Linked DNA regions of Mus musculus: all the other regions are linked to region 2. The links are chromatin contacts, called in public Hi-C and HiChIP or PLAC-seq maps. All regions are on one chromosome and are shown on one strand. Each heading gives the region's core, a stretch centred on a gene start, on an enhancer-like site or on the middle of the called end of the contact. The rest is flanking DNA. Distances are from core to core; before and after follow the strand shown. Region 1 overlaps Ptprf (protein tyrosine phosphatase, receptor type, F). Region 2 overlaps St3gal3 (ST3 beta-galactoside alpha-2,3-sialyltransferase 3). Region 3 overlaps Slc6a9 (solute carrier family 6 (neurotransmitter transporter, glycine), member 9).

The links. Hi-C and Micro-C count contacts between places; a contact is called where the count stands out from the background. HiChIP or PLAC-seq counts read pairs in DNA pulled down with a chosen protein or histone mark.
Region 1: an HNF4G HiChIP or PLAC-seq map of pancreatic cancer cells shows a contact between it and region 2. The contact joins two enhancer-like sites. A contact is called at or near these places in 2 of 115 datasets of contacts at active chromatin or transcription factors (extraembryonic endoderm stem cells and pancreatic cancer cells) and 1 of 9 other capture datasets (liver).
Region 3: a Hi-C map of liver shows a contact between it and region 2, with 2.0 times the contacts expected there. The contact joins two enhancer-like sites. A contact is called at or near these places in 1 of 484 Hi-C or Micro-C datasets (liver), 1 of 115 datasets of contacts at active chromatin or transcription factors (pancreatic cancer cells) and 1 of 9 other capture datasets (pancreatic islet).

What each region holds. Positions count from the first base shown.
Region 1 is chr4:118,228,138-118,231,564 of GRCm38.p6, forward strand. Ptprf (protein tyrosine phosphatase, receptor type, F) reads right to left here. Exons shown (of 33, transcript NM_011213.2): 12 at 3,349-3,427; 13 at 2,558-2,751. Among named protein-coding and RNA genes, the nearest start is that of Mir7226, 19 kb to the left of the region's middle. Within about 2 kb of position 1,459, at least 43 of the 459 cell types and tissues checked have an H3K27ac peak or open chromatin away from gene starts, as enhancers often do. A contact at or near this core is called in liver and pancreatic cancer cells, where this site is marked.
Region 2 is chr4:117,996,037-117,999,450 of GRCm38.p6, forward strand. The region is part of intron 5 of St3gal3 (ST3 beta-galactoside alpha-2,3-sialyltransferase 3); the gene reads right to left. Among named protein-coding and RNA genes, the nearest start is that of 9530034E10Rik, 23 kb to the left of the region's middle. Within about 2 kb of position 1,740, at least 139 of the 459 cell types and tissues checked have an H3K27ac peak or open chromatin away from gene starts, as enhancers often do. A contact at or near this core is called in liver and pancreatic cancer cells, where this site is marked.
Region 3 is chr4:117,858,175-117,861,407 of GRCm38.p6, forward strand. All of the region lies in intron 5 of Slc6a9 (solute carrier family 6 (neurotransmitter transporter, glycine), member 9), which reads left to right. Among named protein-coding and RNA genes, the nearest start is that of Ccdc24, 13 kb to the right of the region's middle. Within about 2 kb of position 1,722, at least 14 of the 459 cell types and tissues checked have an H3K27ac peak or open chromatin away from gene starts, as enhancers often do. A contact at or near this core is called in liver, where this site is marked.

The DNA.
Region 1 (3,427 bases), core at 209-2,708, 230 kb after region 2:
AGCTTGCTCCCCCTATCTATCTATCTATCTATCTATCTATCTATCTATCTATCTATCTACCTCCCTCTCTTCCTCTGTCTATCTATATTATCTTTCTACCTACCTACCTCTCTCTCTCTCTCTCTCTTTCTACCTACCTATCCATCCATCCACTTATCCATCCATCCATGCATCCTGCTTTCAGCTGAGACACTAAATTAGAGTCACCTGAGCTGAGTGTCCTAGAACACAAGTGCTGGACTTACCGCTGGAGTGGGCCAAGAGTCAGGCTTGCCAGAGAGATAATAAAGGGTAAGTAGCCAGCTCAGAGCCTGGGCATTACCCCAAAGCCACAAGGAGACCCCACACCCCTGATTTCGATTCTACAGGTGCCTGGAGTCAAAATAGGAAAACTAGTTTCTTGGCTGGCAGTGGTAAATTCTAATGCCAGCGTGCACTGGTATGCTGGGTGAACAGGTATATGGAGTGAGGACTCTAATGTGAAGCCTTGTGGTCTTGAAACTAGGAGTTGGCTAGTGAGGGACAGGCCCTGTTTGGAGTCCTCTAGCCAGATCACCCTCATATAAGCTGGTCTGGCCTGTCCACTAGCCTGGTGCTGGAGTGGCCTGAGCTCCTGCTATTTGAGACAGTTCTGTCACAGTCTTTGCGACAGAATATAGAGAGGCTATAGAGTCCTGGAATTATCAGAGCGGGCTGGAACCAGGTCTAGTTAGGATTCCTTACTTGAGGGGAGCCCTGGTGTGAAGCTATCGCAGGTAGCCCCTCCTATGTCAGGTAGTGAGAGGAAAAAGACAGAGGGGTAGGTGGGAAAGGAAGAGGCTGTAAGAGGAGTAGGGAGAGGAGAGAAGGAAAAGGGGATGGAGAGTAGCTAGACTAAACTCCTACAGTGAGAGAAAAGACAAAAGGAAGGGACAAAAAGGGGGCGGAGGGTGGCGAGTCTCATCTAGAGGGAGCACAGGGGAGGCAGGCTGGGCTATGCACATCTGGTGGGGATACACACCACATGCTTCTTTCTGATCTTACTGGGGCCCAGGGCTGCACAGATGGTTCTATTGGGTGGATAAGGGCAGGCTGGGGTGTCCTTGAAAAGAGTCACACAGGGGATACCTAGGCCCTGGGGCCAGGCTGGATAAGTGCACCATCTGGTCTCCCACTGGCCCAAAGCAGAATGACAAAGTCCCAGGGGGTGGAAGGCTACAAGGGCAGGCCTTGTCTTCCGTGGCCTCCCTGGAGCCTGCTTGGGCATATTCCTTGTAAAGAACACAAATATGGGGACAATGTCCCTGGTCTTATTACCCAACCCCCTTCAAACTCTTGGGGACCAGCACACAAAAGTACTCGAAGTGACTTTCCTGAAACCACAGAGGCTGCAGCTGTGGCGCCAGACTCCTAGGATGGGAGGGGCTGGATGGAGTCATTCTCTGGATGTTTCTGAGCGGGTGTGTCTGCTGAGACTTTGTGAGGAGCCCTCAACCTGCCCCAGGAATGCAGGCTGATGAACACACCCACCTCCCCCACCCTTGGGTCCTTCAGCATAGACAGGTTGGGAGAAGAAAGAGGGTACCCTCTGGGTAGAAAAGAATTTTGGCTCAGAGGGTGGAGCTTAGCCAAAGGTATGAAAGCAGTTTGTCTGTGTGGGGGTTCATCCCTCAGCACAGCCTGCAGAATATGGGGTTCCCACTTGGTTGGGGAGGGAATCTAGGATCTTTCTGTTGGGACTTGAAGCTGGCCCAAGAATCATCAGGACCTGGTTCTAGACAGGGAGACCAAGGACAGACAACACAGTTTTTCCTATACTTGATTAGTCCTTTCCCAGGGTAGAGACTTGGTTCCTCTCCAATCCCTGCCACCTACATGCTGGCTCATTCTGGCCACACATATAATCTCACAGTATTCGGTGCTCCTTGATGGACTAGCAAGGTGGGGGTCAGAATACTGACCTCACTGTAAGCCTGTGGGCAGATGCCCCAGGAAGACAGAAGCTTCCAACAGAAAAGGGCTGGCAGGTCCAGCCCTGGAGAGAAACACTCAGGTCAAGAGCAGAGTGACACTCAGGTCATTATTTGCAGAGCTTTGCCTCAGTCACTGGCTTGAGGCCATGGAGGATGGAGAAAAGTCTTGTCTGCCCCTGGCTGTGCAGTCCAGGTGATGCTAAGAACAGTATTGCCTGGGACAGCAGTTCAGCTCAAAGCCACAGCAAATGTGCTTTCTGCAAACCACAAGGATGAAGCCAGTGTGCTGTGCAAGGAGCCTGGGGGTCTTTGGGAGCAGCCCCGTGAGCACTGGCAACTAAGACTGCTACCTGGGTGGAGGGGGTAGCAGGACCTAGGTTAGCACAGCTTAACAATCCTAACAGAAGAACAAAGTCTCTGGAACATGAGCCTCACCTCCCGATCTCAATAACTCCTGCCCAGACAGTCCAAGGCAGCTCCAATGACCATAAAAGGCATAACCACCTCTGAGGGCAGGCATTGGAGGGACAAATCTGGGCTCTAGGGGGTCACTGTGACACACTGGTCACTGTTTACCCTGCCACCTAGCACCGTCAATGACATACCTGAGCCTCAGCCAGCATGACATCCTGGATGATGGGTTGGCCTCGGGGCTCACCATTCTCCAACCGCACATAGGTGACCTGGTAGCCACGAATCTGTCCGTGCTGCTTGTTGGGGACGGGCAGCTTCCAGGAGACATGCACAGCAGTGGAGTTCAGAGGCTCAACCTCTACCTTCCGTGGTGGCCCGCTAGGCACTAGGGGCCAGGCAGAGAAGAGAGTCAGATATGGAGCAACAGCGCCTGGCTTAGGCACGTACAGCTAACTTTAGGGCCGTGACTCTGCACCTGCCCCCTTGGGAAAGGTTCCAATGTTGTTTCTTTGGCTGGCTGATTTGCCTGCCGAGGGCCATCCCTATGGGTCCCTCTAGCAGGGCTACTTATTCATGGGAAACATAGATGTGGGGAACAGCTGGAAGTGAGGTACCACACCTTCAACTACCTAGGCTCACACCATCTGTAACAAATTTCATTAGTATCCAGACAAAGCCCACTTGAGTCTTTTGCACTCATCTTCTCAATCCTGGCTCTCATATTAGGTGGGGCTGCTGCTTCTGCCACAGCCCTGTACGGTTTTAAAGCTTCAGTTATCTTGGAGACGGCTCAGAAGCCAGGACCTGGATACGGGATACCCCACCAACTACATCGCCCCAGAGTTTAGACCATTAAGCCTAAATTTAGAAAATGAGTCTGTCAGGTCCTGTGGAGGGATCTTGGGTGCTTGGCAGACAGCCTCAGGTGGCATGCTTCTCATCCCCACCCCTCCTCATAACAATGTTACCCACTGCAGCCTACCGTCCTCATCGGTGCGCACCAGCACCGGGCTGCTCTCAGGGCCAGGGCCCACATCTGTGTGTGCCCGCACCCACACCCG
Region 2 (3,414 bases), core at 490-2,989:
CCGAGACTGGTTGACCTTTCCTTCTGTGTTGAGCTCCTGTGTGAGGACTGGGCCAGGGATGAGACAACCAGGCTTACCCTCTCTCCCCGACAGTGCCTTCTGTGCAGAAGCTCTGCTTGGGCACCTGCTGACCCTAAAGCCCAGGTTCTCCCCTAACAACTTGAGGCTGCAGTAGACAGAGCTGGCGGGAGCCTGACCTTCCTGACAGCCTTCCCTCCCCCCTCCCGCCAGCATTCTGGGTTCTGTTCTGCTGCCTTTTACATTTGTCTTCATTTCCCCTGAATAAGACTGGCAGTCTTAAGACGCCTTTAATCCTAGCACTCGGGAGGCAGAGGCAGGCAGATTTCTAAGTTCAAGGCCAGCCTGGTCTACAGAGTGAATTCCAGGACAGCCAGGGCTATACAGAGAAACCCTGTCTCAAAAAACCAAAAAAAAAAAAAAAAAAAAAGACGCCATAAGCAAGGTACCATGGACTCACGGTGCCCACTCCAACCAGTGGTCATTCTTATTGCCTCCTACCTCCAGAGCAGGGGAGACCTGGAGCCAAGTTCACTGGCTAGCAGGGGTACTTGTGAACGTAATGATCTCTGAGACAGGCACAAGGACATGGACAGGGGCTGGCCAGGAGCACTCCAAGGGGGAACAGATTCTGGACAAAGTCCTAATTCCGTTGGTCCTGGTGATGAGCACGGGGTGGCTGGAGTGACAGAGACTAAGGTGGCAACAGCCTTTTACTTGGCCAGAGCTTGGTGCTCAGTTACCTTGGAGGTAAGAGATCCAGAGGTCACATCAGGCTCCTCAGAGATGGCTTCTAAGCCCAGGCCCCAAGCACATGCCTTACCCCTTTGGTGGTCCTGCCCCACTGGGTGCCTGCTTCTTGGGGTGAGCTCTGCAGTTGGCCCTCGGCCCAGATGTTCTACCTGGAGGGTTGCATAGCAGAGTGACTGACGGTGGCGGTGTCTGTCTTTCAGCTATGTCAACTCATTGGTTTGGCTATGGGGAACCTGATCTGAGCCCTCAGAACCAGGGTGGGGAGGGAAAAGGGGATGAGGTCTGGCTCAACACAAGGCGCTGAGATGCCACGAGCTGACTGCAGGCTTAACTCTGTGCTTTCACGATGCTGTCAGGGGTCAGGCACCTGCCTTCCCTACCAGAGGCTGTCCTCTTGCTACTTCTATTTATTTTATTTTAAGCTGGCCTAGAATTCATTATATAGCCTAGGCTGGTTCTGAACTTTCAAAATCCTCTTGCTTCAGTCTCCCCAAGTGAGAATTACAGATGTAAACCATGAAGCCCAGCTCCCTTGCAGAAATGGGGATCTCTGTATTATCAGGCAGAGCCTAGCAGAGTTTTTCCAGGACAGGCAGGCATGAGCTACAGTCCCGCCTCCCCTGGGGAGAACTGGGGTCTAGGCCAGGTTTCTCTCTTCTATCTCTGGCCATTTGTGGAGGACAGTCACACAGTGACAGCCTTCTCTGGGAGCAGATGAACAGGGAAAGTGGGCAACTTCCTGAGTGCGGTCAGCCATCCTGTTTTCTACCCTAGGGACTTGAGTAATGGAAGGGACAGAGACAAGAGCTCCCCCTCTGAGAGGAGCCAGGAGCACAGCAAGGTTTGCAAGCCGGCAATCGCAATCACGCTCTTGCTTTCAACAGCTTTCTCTCCTCACGCGCAGCAGAGCTCCCCACGTGGGGATCTTGTACCTGAACCAAAACAAGCAAAGCTGCTAATCTGACGAGATCAGTCTTCAAATACCACAGGAATGTAGCCCGCCTGCTCGCACCAGGGGTTGGGCCAGCTGCTAAGCGCCCCGGGGCTCCTGCTAATTGGCGGCTGGGAGCCTGGAGCTGGGTCTGCTGAGGAAGAAGCTGCCCTCAGCAGTGTCTCGTCTTCCTACCACACTTCAGTTACAGGCTGACCTCTTCTTGCTCTCATTTAAAGGCCTTAGAGGCCGCTGGCCTTTCCAGGGTATACAAGCTGGGATAAGTGTCTCCCTGCACTACTCAGCAGGCACACAGGTCCCACCCTCATCCTGAGCCTGTGCTCTTCCCAGCATGGTCCAATGCTTCTCAAGGTCTGCGAAGGACCGAATGGCTCTGTTTTCTACACTTCAGTTCTGCCCCAGCATGATAACTGTGCAAAATACAGCAAAGAACCGCAGGGAAACTAAACACCCGTGGAAAACCTAAGCCCCATCTCAATTAGACTCATCAGCATGAACTCACTGTGATTGCTGTTAGTCTGTCTGTGGAAATCTGTGCCGAGGACCGGGTTGTATCATTTTTCATCCCAGTATACACCACAGATTCTAAGATGACTGATACCCAATCTGGGGCATTCTGCTGAGGCTGCTGCCTGCCTCACCTGCCCCACCCTCAGGTGGAAGTTCCCCAGGCCCTGACCTGGGCAGCTGTGACGAGCATAGTAAAAATGCCTTTTAGAGATATAAAAATAACTTAGTCAGGATCCCATTACACCCAAGGCTGCACCTGATAACCAGAACTCAGTGACGTCACTCACTCAAGATAACCAGACCCAGAACCCCATGATGTCCCACCAGGCAAGTATATAAGTCGAGATCAAGAGCAATGATGCTCTGAACATCTGGAGAGACATCACCTTGATCTGCCCTATGACGGGGCGTCTCCACCAGAATCAGAGACTTCTGTAAAGACTGGACCTGACCATCAGCTAAGGTGAGCAGCCTTGGAGAGATAGGCTTCGGGACCATAGGCAGGAATCTGGAGTGTGATCCTTATGCAGTGACCCTCAGCAGGGTAAAATCCTCTGTCTGCTATACCAACTGCAAGCTTCTGCCTTCTTGCTTTCCACAGCAGCTGCACTCTGCTTTGGGAGCAGTGACACAATTGAAGCCTAGCGCACAAACTCACAACCAGAGATAGCACACAGTGATTTAATAATAAGTCCCATACTAAACTGTATGGCTCTCCAGGCCTCTAAGAAAGAAGGCCTTTCCCAAAACAAAGAAAGAAAGAAACAAACAACAGCGCACAAGTCCAGCCATCTACTAAAGTCCCCCTGTGAAAGCTAGGAGACTGACTGGGCATGTAGCTTTAGGGCCTCTGAAGGAGTCACTATAAGGGTAAAGTTAGTTACACTGGATGCTAAAGAACATCGTGGGGACAGTGGGAAGTGGATGGCCAACCAGACACAGATGACGGCAGTTCAAGCCCTGGTCAAGGACAGGTGTTGTCCTGGTGGTCAGTCAGACAGGCAGGCAGGCAGGCAGGCAGGCAGGCAGGCAGGCAGGCAGGCAGGCAGGCAGGCAGGCAGGCAGGCAGGCAGCTTTCTGCACTCCTCAAAGGAGTCTGGACTCAGTGTGCCCCTGCTCTTTTCAGAGGGTAGTCGGGTACCCAAGGGCTTGGTGGTAGAGGGGAACCAATCAAAAGCCGC
Region 3 (3,233 bases), core at 472-2,971, 140 kb before region 2:
GTGTAAAATGGTCCAGAGCCTCTGTCCCGAGAAATCACATAGTCTATAGAGAAACAGATAGTTCAGTGCATTAGGAGCAGGTGCCCTGCCTGGCACAGAAGTATGGAAGTGGCACTAAGAAGGTGCTGGTGACTTCTGAGAGATGGGGACAAGGGGAGCTGGTGATAACTGCCCAGAAATGGGAGGAAAGAGTTAGGAGGAATTCACAAGTAGGTGGGCACAGAGGCCACAAGGAGGCAAACTGACGCCAAGGTTGGGAACAAATGGGACACTGAGAAAAGAGACAAGGATGGCACCATCATATGGTGCCAGCTTCTACGGCAGCCAAAAGGCTTGACCATTTCCCTGCTGTGTGATGGAGGCCAAAGGTGAGGTGTGCATGGCTCTGGGCGCACAGAAGTTGTAGCAGGTCCTCTAAATCCAGTGCTGAAAGTGCAAATCCCACACAGCTGTGGGGAGGGGCCACTCCCAGAGAGGAGATGAGGAAGAAAGGGAGAGAGAAATCTCACCCAATCAGATGAACTGTCCACCAGGGGTGTGATGCGCACAGGATGGCCCAGACGGAAAGGCAGAATATGAACTTCCCTGGAGCTCCCCAAAGCACAAACCCTGCATGCCAACCTTAGCCCAGGCAGATGCTCCAGTGTTGCCTGCCTCAGGGGCAAAGCTCCTGAGACTGGAGCCAGTGGAATCAGTGGGGAATAGCTCTCAGAGAATCTGCCTAGCGGGGCATACTGAGGGGACAGCTGGGCCCTGCTCCGCACCTGGGGCTGTGCCAGGCCTACCTACCTAGCTCAGTTCCTACCCCCCAGTGGCTCCCTGCTGCCACCTCCTGGAGAGCCTGGAAAGATATTTTCTCCCTGCTCTACTGGTGATTGACCACTGCCCCATGCCCAGATCCATGCATGCCAGGCAAATGCCTCATCCCTGAGCTCTGTCCCTAGCCGCCTTCTTACATTTTCATTTTGAGGTTGGTCTTGAACTTGTGCTCCTCCTGCCCAAGCTCTAGAGAAGCTGAGGTTGTTGGCCTGCATCAACAGGTGTGGCTGAGAAATGGTCCTTAAGGGAGCAGTGTGGTTGGAAGGAGCCCAAAGCCCTGTGTTGGATTCTCTCGAGCACCAGAGGAGAAGAATAGAGCTGCCCAGGCTTCTCTGATTGGAGGAGGGAGGAGGAACTGGTACTCCTACTCACTAGGTGGCAGTGCATTATCTCAGCAAGCCTTGTTAGCTCTGTTTTCAGATGTATAGACTGACATCCAAGGTTAAGAAACTAAACAGTTTTGGACATGGCTGGGCTGTGTGTACCAGGCCCCGCCCTGGCTCTGCCTGGTTGTGTGCTCCCAGGCCAGTGGTGCTCTGCCAGTGTTCCTAATCCGAGGTGTTCCTTTGAAAAGTGGCATGATGTAGTTATCAGTTTATGAATGAAGACAGCAGGCTACCAGAAAGACGAGGACGACTGGGGTGTAGCTCTGTGGTAAAGCTTGCCTAGTGTTTGAGGTCCTAGCTTTGATCTCTAGTACCTAAACAAAAATAGACAGACAGACAAACAGAGGCCTTTAAATCAAGAGACTCTGGAAGGCCAGGTTTCCAGCCACTCCTCCCTGCTTACCCTTGTTGCCCTCTCCCCAGACTTGTTTTACACTCTTCTGTGCTGGTTTGAGTGTTGCTTCCAAGTTCTAAGCTCATGACCAGCCACTCGGCTCCACAGCCTCTGTGGCAGCCAGCACCCGACACCGTGGACTCTGATCCCAGCCCCACCCCACCCCCACCCTGGTGTCTCATTCCAGCTTCATTGTCACACTGACATCTCAAGTCCTGGGTCTCCCACTGGCCCACTGTGTATTCATGGGAGGCTACCAAATCTCCCTAAGTCTTGGGTGTTCACCCCTCAAATCTGGATGGCTATAATTCTTCCCTCGTTGCTGCAGAGGTGACACATGCTAACGTGGTATAAAAACCAGAGCTCAGCGGCAAGGGCTCAAGGGGCTGGATCTGTGAACAATCAGAAGAGGCAGTCTCTCTCTTTAAGCCAGTTACTGTCCACTCAAGAAAACAAGATCTCTCTATATATATGGAGTTTAGGATCTTTTGCTTGTTTTATTTTGTTTTTGACATAGGGTCTTATATAGCCCTGGCTGGTCTGAACTCCCTATGTAGAACCAGGCTAGCTTTGAACTCACAGAGAGCCTCTTGCCTCTCTGCCTCCTAAATGCTGAGATTAAAGGTCCATGTGTCACTTCTGCCCCCTGCTCCCCTTTGAGGCAGGATCTTACTCATATCTGGAGAAATGTCAAGCAGGAAAAGAGGTGATTGTGGTGGCCCGCCTGTAGTCTCAGCTACTGGGAGGCTGAGGCAGGAGAGTATAGAGTTAAAGCCCAGCTGTGCTCCCTAGTAGACCTAGCCTCAGTAAAGAAAAGGGGTGGGAGAGGCAGAATAATCTTAAGAGGGCGTGCATCAGGAGCCAGCTTACAAATAAGTCACGTTCCAAGCGCTCTGAGGTTAATTGTTTGGCTCAAAAGCACATGGTCCAAAGAAAAACAAGAACTAAATGTGGTACAACCTAAAATAAAGCTAGAATTCATTCGATGGTTCCCAGGCTAACCATCTGAGCTCTGCAGCCCAGTACAGTAACGCTGTACTCATGCACTAAAAATAACACCGCGGGCTGCCATTTTAGCATGTGCTATTCGGGAAAGTTTGTTCTTTCAATCCTTTAAGTGACAAGGGTTTTCTTGACTTGAATGTTGGCACTTGGGAAACGTGAATCAATAGAAGCAGAGGGAGCCTGTGGTTATTCTGAAGGTCCCACTTCACCAGCACTGGTGTCTGACATAGGAGCACCCAGGCAGGCCTGGCCTAGGCTGCCGCCACCCCTAGGCCGTTGCCTTCAGCTATGAATGGCCTTGTCTGTCTATCTCAGTGGGCCAATAGAGTTGTTTTCTGTGTGTGCCCCGAAGAGGGAAAAGGCAGGAAAGCAAGGCCAAAGTGACCCTATGAATCCTGGACCTCTCCCTTCTGACTGCTGATTCCTGTGTGACTGAGCAAGGAGAGGGTCTTGTCAGCCTCAGACACTGACAGTTGAGAGAATTGGGCAGAGGGGGGAGAAGTTGGACAGCACCCTCTACAGGCCATGCTGTTAAGGGTGGGCTGGGACGAAGGTCGAAAGCCAAAAGGAGGCTGTTTAAGTACACTTGGGTGTCAGGCAGGCAAACACCAAGTTCCAGCTCTGACAAC